2 separate regions of the Mus musculus genome follow, and region 2 is linked to region 1. Evidence: chromatin contacts called from public HiChIP or PLAC-seq data. All regions are on one chromosome and are shown on one strand. The core of a region is the stretch at or near the end of the contact, and the rest is flanking DNA. Distances in the headings are between cores, read along the strand shown. Region 1 overlaps Psap (prosaposin). Region 2 overlaps Cdh23 (cadherin 23 (otocadherin)).

Region 1 (3,150 bases), core at 346-2,845:
CTGTGGGCTTGCTCCAGACCATCTGCTGGCAGTGCTTCACGGCCCCACAGTCCACCGCCGTCTTCACATCTCTGCACAGCACTGCTGAGCCCCCAGAGCATGTCTTCGGGTCTTGGACAGGGCTGGTCAGAGCTAAAGGAAAACCGCCCAATACATAAGTACGCAGAGTTAAGGACTAGCTCTGCCTGCTGGCTGAGAGATCACTGGGTCTCCCTAGCCCAAGAAATACAGACTGTATCGCAGAATGGCTGGCCAGGGAGAGCCTGCCCTAAGTCATAGGACTGACAGGAGGCACGTGTCCTGTCTAGTGTCAGGTTCTGAGTCCTCAAAATCTGACTGGAGTAATCCGTAGCACTCAGGAGGCTGAAGCAGGGGATGGTGAGTTTGAGGCCAGCCTGGGCTACACAGAGGATTTTTATCAGACGCAGAAGATGGGCTAGCATGAGGACCAAACTCTGGCAGGTATCAGGATGCTGCCCCCAACCTCTGATGAAAACAAGAGGCACGTGGCTTCAATCAACCATGAAAACCCCGTGGCCACACTGCTTCACCTTGGACACCCAGGAAGTCCATGTTTGCATCCCACAAACATGTACCCCACACAGACATCCATGAGCAGGCTCTTCCTAAAGACTAAGGGAATGAACTAAGGAGCTGGGCACACGGTCCTGCATCTTCTGCCCGTACTCCAGCCTTGCCGGCCACCACACAAACACGCACAGGCGCGCACACGCACCCCAACTCACAAAAGCAGCATGTTCTCAAGCCCAACTTCCCAGAGGCCAGCCCAGCCCAGCCCAGCCCAGCCCAGCCCAGCCCAGCCCAGCCCAGCCCAGCCCAGCCCAGCCCAGGCTGAGTAATGGGGGTGGGGGTCACTTGGCAAAGGTTCCTAAGAGCTAAGCTATACATACTACCCGAGGCCTAACCTGGGTTCCAGGCCAGCCTGAGCTACAGAACCATGTTCCAAAACAAAAACCATACTGCCTGGTGCTACCCCCAGTGAGGAAAAATATGGTGCCTAGTAGCAGGCACATGAGGAACCAGAGGCCAGCAGGCTCGAACCCCAGCAGACCAGGAAGCAGGCTAACTAACACTGACTGCTAACACTGCCCACTTCCATCTTTACTGGGGACTTGCTATAATGACCAAAGTCATCAGGTTTCTGGGAGCATAGCCTGCAATCACAAGCCTGAGCCACAGCAGACCCTGTGTTTGTTTTGCCTTCCAGGAACTTGACACGGAAACCACATTCAGTCAGCCTGCTTTAGCCTGGTGACAGAGGTCTGAAAGTAACCCTGACCCAGATCCAGGTAACAAACTTAGCATCTTATTCAGTGCCCAGCACACTACCCAGTGAGCTGTCCCTAAGACAGAGGTGCACCACCCTACGGGCACCATCCCAGCAGTGGCTAGGGATCTGAGGGCACAGAACAGAGACTCATACCTGCACTTTAACCACAAGAGCTAAGGCAGTGAAAAGGAAAGACACCGGCAGGGCAGCCCACTGGAAAGAGAAGTGGGAGCACTGAGCTGTGGCGGCACACTTAGAAACCATACTTTAGGGAGGCAGAGGAAGGAGAATGGTCTGAGTTGTGAGCCTCTTATCTCAAAAGGAAAACAATGTGGGGGAGGGGTTGGCTCAGTGGGTGAACCCCAGGACCCACATGATAGGAGGGCAGGGAAAACATCATAGAGGCACACATGGCGGTTTTCAAACAGGCGAGGGAGCAGAGCTGTCCTGCCTATGGCAGGGGAGTGGAGCTGTTCTGGATGGTTCCAGACCCCAGGTCACTGTGCAACTAACTAAAATCAGAGGGCCAGCCTTAACCCAACAAGGGACACACCAAGGAAAGAGTTGGGTTGTCTTGTTAGGCACGGACGTCCAACCCCAGGGTATTTATCAATAAATAGATAATTACCCAGGGCTGGAGAGATGGCTGATACCACACACTGTTCTTGCAGCAGACCTGAATACCTGTAACTCACTTCAGGAAGATCTAACTCTTCTGACCTCCACGGGCACCCATAGTCATGTACACATACATAATCAAAATTAAAAATCTTTTTCAAAAAATGAACCCAAACCACTTTTTGACCAGTTATGTTCTGACCTCCAAGCCTGCAACATTCAGTCCTTAAAACCAATTTCCTTCTCCGGCAGTTGGCCAGCTACCTCTAAGAATGTTCTTAGACTGTTTGCCCGAGCTCCTAGCAGGGTCTGATTCAACCTGCTGTTACCTATGTCCTTGTAGATATGAAGAGCACTCAGCACACACATACAAGTTAAACTCTACATTTCAAGGGCCTGGCCCAGGAATCAAAGCCCGTGGGGGTGGGGACCGTTGTCTTTCCTTCCCCTTTCAGTCTTCTGAGACAAGATCTCTATATACAGCAAGGGCTCACTTCAAACTCAAAGTCCTCCTGCTGCAGCCTCTCTTAGAGCTGCGATGAAGAGATATGCCACCAAAGGCCTCAGTAAGCTCAAGGCCAGCTTGATTGATACACAGGCATACACACGCATACACTCGCATGCATACACACGCATACACACACACACACACACACACACACACACACACACACAGAGTTCCAGGCCAACCAGAATTACCAAGTGAAACTCTGTCTAAATAACAATGGTAACATTGCAATCCCAGCACTGAAGTCTGGGGAAGGACTACTGGGGCTAGCCTGGGGCAGTTAAGTACAAAGCCAGCCTAGTACTCATAGAAAACCCTGTCTCAAAAGCACAAAACCAAGGTTGGGCATGGTGATACAACCTTAATCCCAGCACTGAGAGGCAATGGCAGGGCCATAGTGAGATGAGACCCTGTCTCAAACGAAACAGAAGGCATCTACAAAGGTTGATACAGCTCAGCGGCAAACATGCCTAGCACATGTGGGAACCAGGTTCAATCCTCAGTCCTGGCAAATAATGTAATAACAAAATAACCCAAAATAAAACTAGGTATCACCAGAATTATATGGTATTAAGGATAGCTGTCAGGAGCCGGGTTCCACGGCAGCCCTAGAAGCAGGACTCCAAACACTTCCAGGTAAGATGGCTCAGCAGGTAAAGGTGCTTACTGCCAAACCACGGGGTGGGGTGGGGGTTGTATTCTAGTCCCACTGGGGAAAGAACGACTCTTACAA
Region 2 (3,435 bases), core at 629-3,128, 180 kb before region 1:
TCAGTCCCAGCACTGGGGAGGCAGAGACAGGAGGTTTCTAGAGCTTGCTGGCTAGCCAGCCTGGCTGAATTAGTAAACTTCAGGTTCAGTGAGGGCTTGTGTCTCAAAACTTGCAGTGGAGAGCAGTTGAGGACACCTGGTGTGGTCCTCTGTGTGTACGTTCATGTGTACACACAACCACATCTGTGTACTCACATATGTCACATGTGCACACAGGCGCATGCACACAGAGGTAAAGATGGCAGCATTAGGGGACAATCAGGTATATTCAAGGGTATTGTCCTGAGAGACACTGGCTACCAGATGATACAGTCTGTGTGACTCTGTGACATCCCCAAAAAACACAGGAGCTCTGTGGCTGACAGCAGGGGTTGCAAAGACTTAGAACAAGGCGGGGATCTTTATTTTTTGGGGGGTAGGGATAGGAGAATTGTTTGGGGCCCTAGCTTAGTGGAGGGGAGACAGGAACCTATACATGCATTGTTATTTATAGAACAAAAACTGTTATACCACATGCTAACTTATGAAGTATTGCAGATATCCCCATCCCCCCAAAAATCACGAGGTGAGAGGAGTCACCATCAAGTGTATCTTTAGGGCTCGTAGACTAAATGACACCACCCCCTTCCTCAATGTTTTCAATCAGCAATCCTGTAGTATGCATATGATAGACAGGCATCTCTGGTTCAAGCTTGATGGGCAACCCATAGCCAGGTGGGGAAACTGAGTCAGACAAACCAGAACAAAAAAGGGACAGAGGTCGCAGGACTGAACCACACGGAACACCAGGATACGTGCTGCACTGGGTCCCAAGGGCACAGACTCTGTGCTCAGAAATCAGAGGAGGAGGAGGGGGGGGGAAGAAAGAAGGAGGGAGAGAGGGAAGGTGAAAGAGGGGAGGGAGGGAAGGAAAGAGGGAGAGAGGGAAGGAGGGAGAGAAGAGGGAGGGAGGTGTGAGGAAGGGAAGGAGGGAAGAGGAAGGAAGATAGGAGGGAGGGAAGGAAGGATGCCTTAAGACAACAGACTGAAGGTCAGGTGTAGCTAGCCTACGAGAGATTCCCACAATGCACTTGACCATGGGCTACAAACTGGGAACTGTTCATTTAAACACACCTCCATTGGCCTCTGTGTGAGTACTTTATGACTCCCAGAAGAGCTGGGCCAGGCAGAGGGAGGTGCGTTCGTACAGGTGAGGAGCACCTGCCACCTCCCACAGCACTACACCCATCTGGGATGAAAATGACGGCTCTCTAGTGTTCTTCCCTCAAAGTGCCAGCTGCCAGTCGGATTGAATTAGATTTCACAGGCTTGTGCTGGGGTTTTTTTTTTTTTTTCTCCCAATACGTGGAATTCACCAGCAAATTACTCTTAAAGAGGGAAAATCAATCATTTGGAGCGGAGATAAGCTGAAGGCGAGGCAGCCTGGGATTGATCCCATCTGTGCAGGCGTGTGTGGAATTCGATGGGTAACCTGGGGCACCAAGGAGAAGAGAGGAGAGATGAAAGGAGAGAGAGGCTCTTAGCCTGTCTGGGCCAGAGTAACCAGGGGGCTCACATGTCTCCTTGTGAAGACAGGGCAGTCTAAGACCAATGAGCTGGAGGATTTGGTTGCATGGCAAGAGACACTTCGTGGTTTTTAGATGGTCATCTTCTCCCTGTATCCACACATAGCAGAAAGGGTAAAGTTGGACCTGGGGTTCCTTTCATATGTGCCATCAGGAGCTGGCATCCTGATCAGGAAGATTCCACCCACCCACCCAAACCACCTCCCAAAAGCCTGCCCTCCTTTGAGATTAGGGTTTTGATATGGGCATGGGCGTGGAGTGGGGAGTGACCCTGAGTGTCTATGGTTTCAGACAGGAAGTGAAGGGACAGGAAGGGGAACAGAGAGTGGGAGAGGACACGAGAGAGACAGAGGGTGGGAGGAAACGCTTCAGTCAGAGGACATCAAGTAATTCATGTTTGTGGGTGCATAGGAGAAACCCCCAAAGCAAAAGTACCATTTTACAGACTGGGAAACTGAGGCACGGGAAAAGATCTTCCCCTACCACACAGCGATGGGTGGTAGCTCCAGAAAATACATACTCTCAGCTTTAGGTTTGTCTGCTTGGAGGCCCAAACCTGAGAAGGCAGGACTTGGGGTGAGAGGAGACCCAGAAAGAGGGCAGTAGCCTTGGCTCTGTGGGGAGAAAGGGGACCCTCTGAACTGTTGGGGGCCAGACAGACCTAGAACTCAGGAAAGGGCAGTGAGACCCAACTGCTGACCATGGGAGACATTTGTCCCCATGGTCCCCAAGGGGAGCTGGAGACAGAGTCGGCGAGCTCCCCTGGGTTCTGGTGCTTTCTGTACTTGGTCATCCAGACGAGCCTTGGGGGTGCAGAGGGTGTTTGGCCCAGGGCAGCAGGGACAGAAGTCTAGGGTGGGAGGGAGAAGCGGCTGACTCTAAGGGAGAGGGGGAGGGGGTCTCCTCCCTGCCAAGGCCACTTCACCAAGTCTGATTGGGATTAATTAAGCGGAAGATGGGACAAAGGAGTGATAAAGAACACAGCTTGTCAGCTTTGATTTTCTGCCACTCAATAGCATGGATGAGCTCAACAAACAGCAAGAGGACGGAGCCCGGCAGTCCATGCTGAGGGTGGGAGTGGATGGATGGTCCCTGCATCCTACACATCCATTGTGGGTCCCCCTCTGCCTGCCCCTCTCTGCCCTGGCCAAGGTCTCAACTCTGCCCACCTCCCGAGTCCCTCCCCTCTCACCCCATGCCTCCTAGAACTCTGAAAATGGCTTTCCTAGATGAGCGTCTGTCCAGGCAGCTACCAGGATGTCACAGTTTGTCCTCAGTAGTCTGCTGGGTGGACAGCACTTCTCCCCCCACCAACCCCATTTTGCAGACAAGGAAAGCAGGTCTAATGGGGGAAAAATCATTTGCGTGAAACTGCAGATCTAACGAGGGAGATGCCTCGGGTCTGACTGCTCAGCGCATCTAAATTTCGTCTGTGGTGTATGCATGCGCAAAGGCATATATGTGGAAGTCAGAGGTTTCCCTTGGGGGCTTTCTTTCCACCTTATTGTTTGAGACAGACTCGCTCATTACTTGTAGCTCATGAATTCTGACTGACCAGCAAACCCCAGAAATCTTTCTGCCCCTTCCCCTGCCTCTAGTACTGCCATTACAGGAGCACTCTGCACCTGCTGTTTCTATAGGTGCTGGGAATCGAACCCAGGACCTCAGGCTTGCAAAGCAAGTACTTTATTCCTTCAGCCATCTCCCTAGCCCTAATGTTAACAAACATCACTAAACTTCAGTGTTCCCCACTAGGTGTGTGGTCACAGACTCTCCTGTGGTAGATCTGAGTTCTAGACAGCATTTCTAAAGGGCATGGCACTGACTCTGGGGACCCTCTCTGTACCCCACTTCCTTATCCCAGGCCTCA

Evidence for each region. HiChIP or PLAC-seq counts read pairs in DNA pulled down with a chosen protein or histone mark.
Region 2: an H3K27ac HiChIP or PLAC-seq map of microglia shows a contact between it and region 1, with 5 times the contacts expected there. The contact joins two enhancer-like sites. A contact is called at or near these places in 1 of 115 datasets of contacts at active chromatin or transcription factors (microglia) and 3 of 9 other capture datasets (adipose tissue, liver and pancreatic islet).

Annotation. Positions count from the first base shown.
Region 1 is chr10:60,288,621-60,291,770 of GRCm38.p6, reverse strand. It overlaps Psap (prosaposin), which reads right to left. Exons shown (of 15, transcript NM_011179.3): 2 at 1-132. Among named protein-coding and RNA genes, the nearest start is that of Psap, 13 kb to the right of the region's middle. Within about 2 kb of position 1,595, at least 89 of the 459 cell types and tissues checked have an H3K27ac peak or open chromatin away from gene starts, as enhancers often do. A contact at or near this core is called in microglia, where this site is marked.
Region 2 is chr10:60,473,189-60,476,623 of GRCm38.p6, reverse strand. The region is part of intron 12 of Cdh23 (cadherin 23 (otocadherin)); the gene reads left to right. Among named protein-coding and RNA genes, the nearest start is that of Gm17455, 75 kb to the right of the region's middle. Within about 2 kb of position 1,878, at least 6 of the 459 cell types and tissues checked have an H3K27ac peak or open chromatin away from gene starts, as enhancers often do. A contact at or near this core is called in microglia, where this site is marked.